Regions from separate parts of the Mus musculus genome. Here region 2 is linked to region 1. A link is a contact called in public HiChIP or PLAC-seq data. All regions are on one chromosome and are shown on one strand. Each heading gives the region's core, a stretch centred on a gene start, on an enhancer-like site or on the middle of the called end of the contact. The rest is flanking DNA. Distances are from core to core; before and after follow the strand shown. Region 1 holds the start of Col4a3 (collagen, type IV, alpha 3). Region 2 holds the start of Krtap28-13 (keratin associated protein 28-13).

Region 1 (4,498 bases), core at 290-2,789:
AAGAACTTTCCTAAAGCCACTATGTGACTGATTACATTTATGATCTGGGCACAAACTCTACAATGTCCCTAAATCTTAATAAAGATTTTAATTAATGTCCTCTTGTTATTTTACTAAAGAGACCCTAACTCAGTACAGCTAACCAAAATGACTGTGGTGGGAGTGTAATGTATGAGAAGAAATAAAATAAAATAAAGTAGTGACCACAAAGCACGTTTGCACAAAGAACTTGCAAGAGGTTCTACCATGCACCATTAAGTTTGTCCTCTAGATGTCTGATACAAGTGGTTTGGAATTCATTGGGCTCTGGAACTTTTAGATATTCCTCTGGAGACTCTAATGAATAGCCATGGTTGTATGTCATGGAAGATGCCCCTTTCACTCTACAATCTGAGGGTGGTGGGGCAAGGAGAGGGAACTAGGATGGCCAGTGAACTTGTACAAGAAAACGGAGACAAGTAAATGTTCGATGCTTCTTCATGGAAGCTGGGCCCTTTCTTCAGTGATGAGCGTCAGCTAACAGGCCACCGAAGTGCTGGTGGCTGAATTTCCACCCACTAATACGTTCATGACATTCGGATGGTTATCATAAGACCTTGTTCGCAGTTACCACTGTGATGATATTATGGTTGTTTTATGGGTGCCTTAAAGAGCTAGCAAAGCCATGTAATTATAACCCTCCGTGCCTGTTACTACCTCTCTTCTTTAGCACTGCGATGATAGTATCTAAGCAAAACTGTGATTTTACTGTAGCCTGTGCATTTGAAATGATACACTCCATTCAGTGTGGTCTGCCGCACGAGATAGTGTAAGAGCCCTGCAACAATGTACCCTACCAAGCCAGAAGTGACATTTGCATCCAAGGCCCTCCCAGGCAGGGACACCCTGGACCAGAGTTGGCTCTCATTTTCTCCTCCGTTTCCGCAGATAAGGTTTAGCCTGAAAAGCAGTTCAACTCAGAGAATAGGATGAGCTTTCTCTTTCCCCTCATCTGCCTCTTGCTCTTGGCATTTTGGAATGCCCAGACTGCCAGGACAGTAACTTGAGCTTCCAAATTAATCAAAACACATAGTGCCCAGTTCAAGCCCTGGCAGAGAAGCCCGGGAGCCAAGTAAGCTCTCCTCTGCTGACCCCAAGGCCACAACTTCCCCAGCCACCACCCCTTAGATGCTAAAATGCTTTTGGTCCCAGGCAGGTGCCCTGACGCTGGGGCGGTGCCTGTCTGAGGGCGGCTTACCTGGGGAGCAACCGGGCAAAGAAGGAACAGCAGGGTAGCAGGCAGACCAGACAGGCTCCTCGAGGTTATGGCTGGAGGGAATCCACCCGTGACCGTGACCGTGTTCCTCTCCCCAGCCTGTCCAGCCTCAGGTCTGCGTGCTGGCTGCGAGTTGAAGGCCGGCAGCCGATGGGCAGTCCCTAGAGCTGCCAGCAAACTTGGCCTCCGGAGTTGCAGACTCCCGCGCGCCTCCCGCTTAATCTGGGCAGGGCTGCTGGCCACTCCCCCCACCCTGTGCAGCCACCTCCCTACCGCACACCCCTAAATTCCTCACGTTGACCTGCACCCGCTAGGCACCGAAGTCCCAGGATCTCAGGGACATCACATCTTTCACTCTGACCCCTGGAGCTGCGCCCACCTGCCTGCTCTGCGGGCGCCCAACCTTTTCTCACTTCCTGGGCAAGATGCCCGGTTGAAGGGACAGTGCCTGGCGAACTGGGAGGGAGAGGGGACGAGGGCGGAACCTCAGCCACTTCTCCCCTCCCTTAGAGTCACAATCAAAAGCTTGGGTGAGGACAAACAGACCTCAGTGGGTCGAGCCCTTACAAAACTCGCCCCAGTGGGCCAGCAAGGCGAGCGTCACTGCGGGGCCTCTCCAATCTGTGTCCCGCCGGGGACATGGACGCCTGAGAACCCGTGGGTCCGGTAGGTCACAGAACACAGAAAACACCGGGACTCGGGACCGTCATGCACTCCAAGACTGCTCCAAGGTTCCTGGTGTTCCTGCTGCTTACCCTGCTGCTACTCCTGGCTGCCTCTCCTGTGGCTAGCAAGGTGAGTGCCTGAAAGGTTGTGCAGATCCCACCGCAGCAGAGCTATGCCTGTCTCCTGTGAGACAAGCCAGTGCCACTCACTAGGGTTCTGTCTTTGAGTCACTATCTGGAGGGTTGCTCAGCTGCGGGCTCCTCCTGAGTCCCAGGATGGGCTAGCAGCACACAACTCTGAGGAACAGGTGGAATGTGCTGCGCTGGAAGAAGTGGAGAGCCAGTTAGTGGTCCAAGACCCCAGGAGTCCCAGATAGAGGAACAAAAGCTTACAGAGAACAGAAAATGGATAGCAATAATTAGGTTACAGACAGGCAGATGATGATATGGATGGACCTAAGATAACTGATGATAATAAATATAATGTAAGTGATATAAGGTATATGATGATGATAAGCAAAAAGGCAGAGGTAAGAGGTATATAGATAATAGATGGATGATCAGATAGATGAGTTTGGTAGTAGATGGATGGATGGATGGATGGATGGATGGATAGAGAGGTAGGTAGGTAGAGATAGATAGATAGATAGATAGATAGATAGATAGATAGATAGATAGATAGATAGATAGATGAAAATAATGACCAAGGTTCTGAAGGTGTAATGTCAGGATGGTGAATGAATGAAGTGCACCAGCCTGGGAGGAAATTCCTCCTTGGAGTCTCAGCTCTGCTCCTTCCAGACCTCACCTTAACTCTGACTTCACTGGGGCTCAGTGTTTCTTTGGACTCTCTGGACACAAAAGCCATCACGGTTAAAAAAAAAAATCAAGACACAGAACTTACATTAGGATGAATTAAGCAATTTTGTGATGATTTTGGTTTTTATTTGGAATTTGGGTCACCCTGTGCTCACTTGAATCTACTCCATAATGCTTGGTTTTTTGCCACTAAAGATAAAAATCTCCTTGAAACTACGAGGAGCCTAGAAGGAGCTGGCTAGGTTTCAGTTTGTGAATCAGAAATTTAACTTTTCAGATGCTTGATGCTGTTTGTTGACTTGGGTGTGGTCTTGGGTATGGTGAGCTTCATCTCCAATGATGATGAGCAGGTGTCTCCGTCTTACAGGACCGAGGCTGTGACTGGAGATTAGTGTTCCCTTATGTGTCACCGGGGAACACTTTAAGGACCTATGGCTGCATTTACTCTGCTTGTTTCCATTGCACTTCCCTCTTAAGGGAAGCATTACAGGATCACAGCTAGGCTAACACTCCTCTGCATCCCATCCCTCTAGATTTCCCATTTCCCACAAATCACCCAGGCCCAGCTTTTTGTGGTGTTTCTTTCCATTTCTATGCACTTAGATCCACAACTACGGACCCACAGCAATATAGAGTTGTATTTTTAGCAGAACTATATTCAGATTAAATGTCTCCTTTGGCAACTTCCAGGCCTGTCTGCATCTGTGGTTAAGATCTCCCTCTTTCATCTCTTCACTTTCCTGCACAGCTTTCAATGAGAGCTAAAGTTAATTGATCTGGTCACCCACCGTTTCAGTCATGTGCTGGTGTCTTAGTGTCTTCGCCTTTATACTCCAAAACATTTTGCAACCTATATAAAGTGGCTCTCAAAAGACAATAGTTTTCAGGGTTAGTGAGATGGCTCAGTGTATGAAAACTAACAATATGAACTCAATTCCTAAATTGATTAAGAGAACCAGCTCCTGAAAGTTGCGTCTTTTGCCTGCCTATATTCACACAATACATGAAGAGTGAGTGAGTGAATGACTGAATGAAAAGGACTGACTGACCTAGGTGACTAAATACTGCTGGACAGGATGGCTACAACTCATGCAAACTGATGTGGATTCTCTAACAGCTTTATCAGAAACCAGTAAGTCATGTTATACAAAGGCCTAAGAACGTTCCAGAACAGTAATCATCATCATCATCATCATCTTTCCAGACTTAGAAGAAAAGCAATGAGGTTATGAAGGGACCTGGGACTCTCAGAAGAATCAAGGGGTGAGCTGGAGCTGGAGATGGTTCAGCAATTAAGAACAGTTGTGAATCTTTCACAGGATCTGGGTTCGAGTCCCAGAACCCATTTACAATCATCTGTAACTCAGGACCCAGGGGATCCAGTGTCTTCTTCTGGCCTCCATAAACACCAACACAGACATGCTCACATGCCTACATGCAGAGAGAAGACTCACACATAAAATAACAATATATAAATCTCATTTTTAAAATGTGGTACCCTGTGACCAGAGAACTTCCAGCTAATATCATATGCGATCATGTTGCAATCATGCAAGCTTGCGTGTAAAATTATTTCTGTTTTGAGTTTGGAGAGGTCAAACATTACAACTTAAGTTAATGACTACCAAAGTGACTCCATCTGCTCTGTCCCTATTGAAGCTTCAAGTGAGCCTTTGTTAAAAACATTCAGAATTATCATTCTCACTGCACCTTCTGAGGAAACAGAACCAGTGTCCTCAAAGATTACAAAATGATCCAT
Region 2 (4,465 bases), core at 1,191-3,690, 470 kb after region 1:
CTGAGAGATGCTCACATGCTCACATGCTCACATTTAACTACTGTGAGTCCAGACAGCTTTTAACTGGGAAGGCTTAGAGAGAAGACTGCACAAAGGCCAAGGTTCCAGAACAATCTCATTAGCAGGGCATTAATCAGGAGTGGCAGGCAAGAGTAGCCTGCAGTACTTACCCTGATCCCAAGGGCATAGGCCAGGCCTGAGGGCAGCCCAAGTCAGCGATTTTGCCAAGAGTTGTAGCAACCAGAGAACAATCAGGAAGTTTCTATGTTAGGCCTTAGAGAACCTTGTGAGAGTTGTCAATGAGACTACTTTAAAGATCAAGGAAGAAAGTATGAGAGAGTTGGAGGGACAGAGAGCCAGCTGGAGACAGACATGATGGTGTGTAAGAGGCCTTTAGCTATAGGAAGCAATGGGACAAAGGACTCACACAGCTCCTGAACACCCTTCTGTCTAGCAGCAGCACTTCTTGCAGCCACACTTCTGCTGGCAGCAGCACTTCTGCTGGCAACAGCCCTTCCCACAGCCACAGCCACAGCCACAGGAGCCACAACCACAGGAGCGGCAGCAGGAGCGGCGGCAGCAGCAGACTACCGTAGGCTTGCAGCAGCCACAGCAGCCACAGCAGCCACCACAGCAGCCACAACCGCCACAGCCACCACAACCACCACAGCCACAGCCACCGCAGCCACAGCCACCACAGCCACAGCCACCACAGCCACAGCCACCGCAGCCACAGCCACCGCAGCCTCCACAGCCACCGCAGCCACAGCCGCCACAGCCGCCGCAGCCTCCGCAGCCTCCGCAGCCACAGCAACCCATGGTGTTAGTAGAGAGGACTCAGGTGCAGTGAGGAGAGAGACTCAGGAGAGGAGAGGGAGACGTGATGCTCCTCCTCGGAAGTGGCGTTCCTTATATACCAAGTCCTTGGCACGTTAAGTTTATTCTTGTTTTTCTAAACTTCCACGTGAAAGAATTCACGAGGCCTCTGGCATCCTTCCTTGTTGACATCCTAACTCATAGTTAGCTCTAACTTTTACTTACCTCTTCAATCCTATATTTAGATCCTGGCACGAATCTGGCAGCTTTCTATCAGCTAGTACTTTCAATAAGGCCTGGCATGTTGTAAGTACTTAATGGGTACCTTTAAAATTAAATAAATGCTGAGAATATTTTGTAACACTCTCTTGCAGATATAGTCTTTTACAGCTATGAATATCAAACCTAGGTCAGATAAAAGTACTGTGTGTCTATCTCTATGTCTTAGTCATTGCAGGTCAGACAATTATCCATCTTTGGGAACTCTTTTTGGGAACATGCCCCTTTATGAAAATGTTCTCAGAAGAATTCATGGTACAAACTGGCATCAAAAGGGACATGGCAGGCAGCCCTAAAATGAGCAATCTCACTTTAAAGCACAGATGTTCTCTTCATGGTTCCCTGGGATTCTTAATTCACTAGAAAAACCTTTAAAGTTGTAGTAAAATAATTATGTGCTGTCTAATGTTAACAATACAATTCTGTGGCAGCCTGGCCTAAACAGCAGCAAGGGCGAAGCTCCTGTCTTTCGTTGATCTGTTGTATGATTATTTTTGAAATCCCAAAACTCCCTTAAAATGAAATGGTGACTGGAAATGTCCAGCTAACTCAGCCTGCCAGGTTTCCACTTCTGGTCCCAAGCACCTGCCGCAGTCATGTGCAGTGGATGAGGCTACATACTTGCTCAGTTGTCTTCACAGTAGGGCAATTTGGCTAATTTAGATACCACCAATAAGCCACAGCAGAGATCCGTGCATGTGTTGTTCATGTGGTGTGCATGTGGTATGCATGTGGTGTGCATGTGCTATGCATGTGCTGTACATGTGCTGTGCATGCGCTACACACACCACACCACTGTCTCTACTGAACTTACATGCAGGCTCAGGTCACAGATGGATGATCTGGCTTTTCAGGGCCGTATCTACTCTGGGATCCCCATGTTCCAGGGCTTCCAATTGGGATCTCTTTATTAATCCAGTGGGAAAAGAAGGAGAATGAAAGCATTAAAATCCATTCGCTTGATATGCGTCTCGTCAACCAGGGGCTAGGAGGGCTGTTCCTACACAACTGTTTGACTGCCCAGAACCTGGAGGATCCAGCCTCATGCAGAAGACACTCATAAATGTCTCCTTAGATGCAGAATTCACTTGGGAATGCTACAACTGCTTTTCCTCTGCATTTTATGAATCGTATTCCTGCTCTTGGATTAGATAGGCACCATACTTTTTCACTCCCAAATGAATACTCCAAGGGTTTCCAAGATAGTAATGCTAAAAATAGCACTGCTATTGTGACACACTGACTCAAGAAGGAAGTAAACAAAGTCTTGGAAAATTCTCCATGGAAACTAGGCTAAAAATAAAGGGGGAGCAGTATAAAAGGGGGTTCCCAGCAGAAAGAGGGCATCACACTGTTCTCTCCTCTCCTGAGTCTCTCCCCTCACTGCACCTGAATCCTCTTTACTGACACCATGGGTTGCTGTGGCTGTGGAGGCTGTGGCGGCTGCGGCGGCTGTGGTTGTGGCGGCTGTGGCTGTGGCGGCTGTGGCTGCGGTGGCTGTGGCTGCGGTGGCTGTGGCTGCGGTGGCTGTGGCTGCGGTGGCTGTGGCTGCGGTGGCTGTGGCGGCTGCGGTGGCTGTGGCGGCTGTGGCTGTGGCTGTGGTGGCTGTGGCTGTGGTGGCTGTGGTGGCTGTGGCTGCTGTGGTGGCTGCTGTGGTTGCTGTGGCTGCTGCAAGCCTACGGTAGTCTGCTGCTGCCGCCGCAGCTGCTGCCGCTCCTGTGGCTGTGGCTCCTGTGGCTGCGGCTGCGGCTGTGGCTGTGGGAAGGGCTGTTGCCAGCAGAAGTGCTGCTGCCAGCAGAAGTGTGGATGCAAGAAGTGCTGCTGCTAGCTTGGGATGTCTGGCCCCTGAGCAAGTGCTACCAGTACCGATCTGTTGGTAAGTCCTGAGTGCAGAGGATGGAACAAGTCACCCTGATCTCGCTGCTAAGGCTTTCCTCTGTCCTAGTCTGAGTATACCCTGCTGTCTCCCCAGCATCTGTCTCTCTAGAATCCGGACTCTGAAACTTTGTTGCCTGATTTGAATACTCTGAAGTTCAAGTAAATTTCCTTATCATTTTAAATGCAGTCATAGTCAATGTTAAGAAAGGACAAAGGTGCAGGGCATCTTGGTTACTGATGTCAATAAGATTGTATAATGGTCCCCATTGTGTTTCCTTCTTGAATTTCTATCTATGCTTTAGGTCAGCTTGTGTTTAACAATGGCAATGTCTATTCTCTGTAATGGTAATGTATATTCTCTGTTTAACAACGGTAATATAGATTCTCTGTAGTCACAGAAGTCTTTCTAGAGTCCAGACAATGTGTTAATCCCCTTTAAATAAAATTACAAAATAAAACATAAAATGTCTCCTTCAGTCTTATTCACTTTGTTATTTTTGGCATATTATCATTCATTATTATGCTCTGCGAGATATGCCCATCAAACACACACAAATAATTAAGTCCCTATGAGATTTGTTATCTAGATATACACAGATGACCATGAATATGAGGCAGAAAAATAGCCTTGTAAAATATTCACATCGATGGGACATAGTATGGATAAAGAGGATTAGCACACTGTTGTGTGGGCCATGGTTGTAACTCAAAAGAACGAGAGCTCAAGAAACAGATCATCTTGGCACGTGGTTTGAAGAGTCAGTGAGGATTAGTAGAACTGATTAGGGGTAGATGTTCCAGTCAAGACAGAAAGGTGAATAATGGGAGACTGAGACATACATGGGAGTCTGCAAAAAAGGGCATTTGAGATCAAGTATATTGACATCAGCACCTATAAATAAGCAAGAAAAGGAAGGCTAAGATGCTGCTGTAGGCATCTGAGGGTCATATTAAATGTAGTCAGCAATTAGACAAGGAGCCAATCACTTCTCCAAGTTTGTCCCATTCTGTAAGGGATAGAAAGATAGAGAGTTGATAGCCTAGATATGTAAGAGTTATCTAATACTTGCTCAGATCACCCTGCTCACAGTCATGAGGAGTTTTTTCTGTTGTAGATACAACTTGGTACTGTGTCTGGAAACCTGTGAAACCATGAGCTAAAGCAAACCTTTCATCAGTGAGGCTGTTTGTCACTGTAGTGCAAAGTCTAATATAGTAGGCTACAGTGTCATCTGATGGGTGAAGAGACTTGTAGACACTTAATACAACCAATGCAAAGATTCAGGAACTTTCCATATAGTGAATTTTATCTTCTGGGAAGGGGCTTGTCATTTGGTGACTTTTCATCCTGCAAAGATTATAGAATGAATTTACAGAAATCCTACATATCACACACACACACACACACACACACACACACACACGCACACACTCACACTCACACACACTCAATGCATCACACATACAGGCATAGCGGCTTTTTTTTTTTCTC

Evidence for each region. HiChIP or PLAC-seq counts read pairs in DNA pulled down with a chosen protein or histone mark.
Region 2: a contact with region 1 is called in an HNF4G HiChIP or PLAC-seq map of pancreatic cancer cells. The contact joins the promoter of Krtap28-13 here to the promoter of Col4a3 in region 1. A contact is called at or near these places in 2 of 39 promoter capture datasets (the C10 cell line and embryonic stem cells), 1 of 15 datasets of contacts at CTCF or cohesin (pro-B cells), 4 of 484 Hi-C or Micro-C datasets (the G1E-ER4 cell line, the HPC-7 cell line and pro-B cells), 1 of 115 datasets of contacts at active chromatin or transcription factors (pancreatic cancer cells) and 1 of 9 other capture datasets (liver).

What each region holds. Positions count from the first base shown.
Region 1 is chr1:82,585,382-82,589,879 of GRCm38.p6, forward strand. It overlaps Col4a3 (collagen, type IV, alpha 3), which reads left to right and starts at 1,540. Exons shown (of 52, transcript NM_007734.2): 1 at 1,540-2,050. The coding sequence starts at 1,964. Col4a4 (collagen, type IV, alpha 4) reads right to left here and starts at 1,468. Exons shown (of 48, transcript NM_007735.2): 1 at 1,238-1,468.
Region 2 is chr1:83,058,490-83,062,954 of GRCm38.p6, forward strand. Krtap28-13 (keratin associated protein 28-13) reads left to right here and starts at 2,441. Exons shown (of 1, transcript NM_027778.2): 1 at 2,441-3,432. The coding sequence starts at 2,507. The coding sequence ends at 2,923.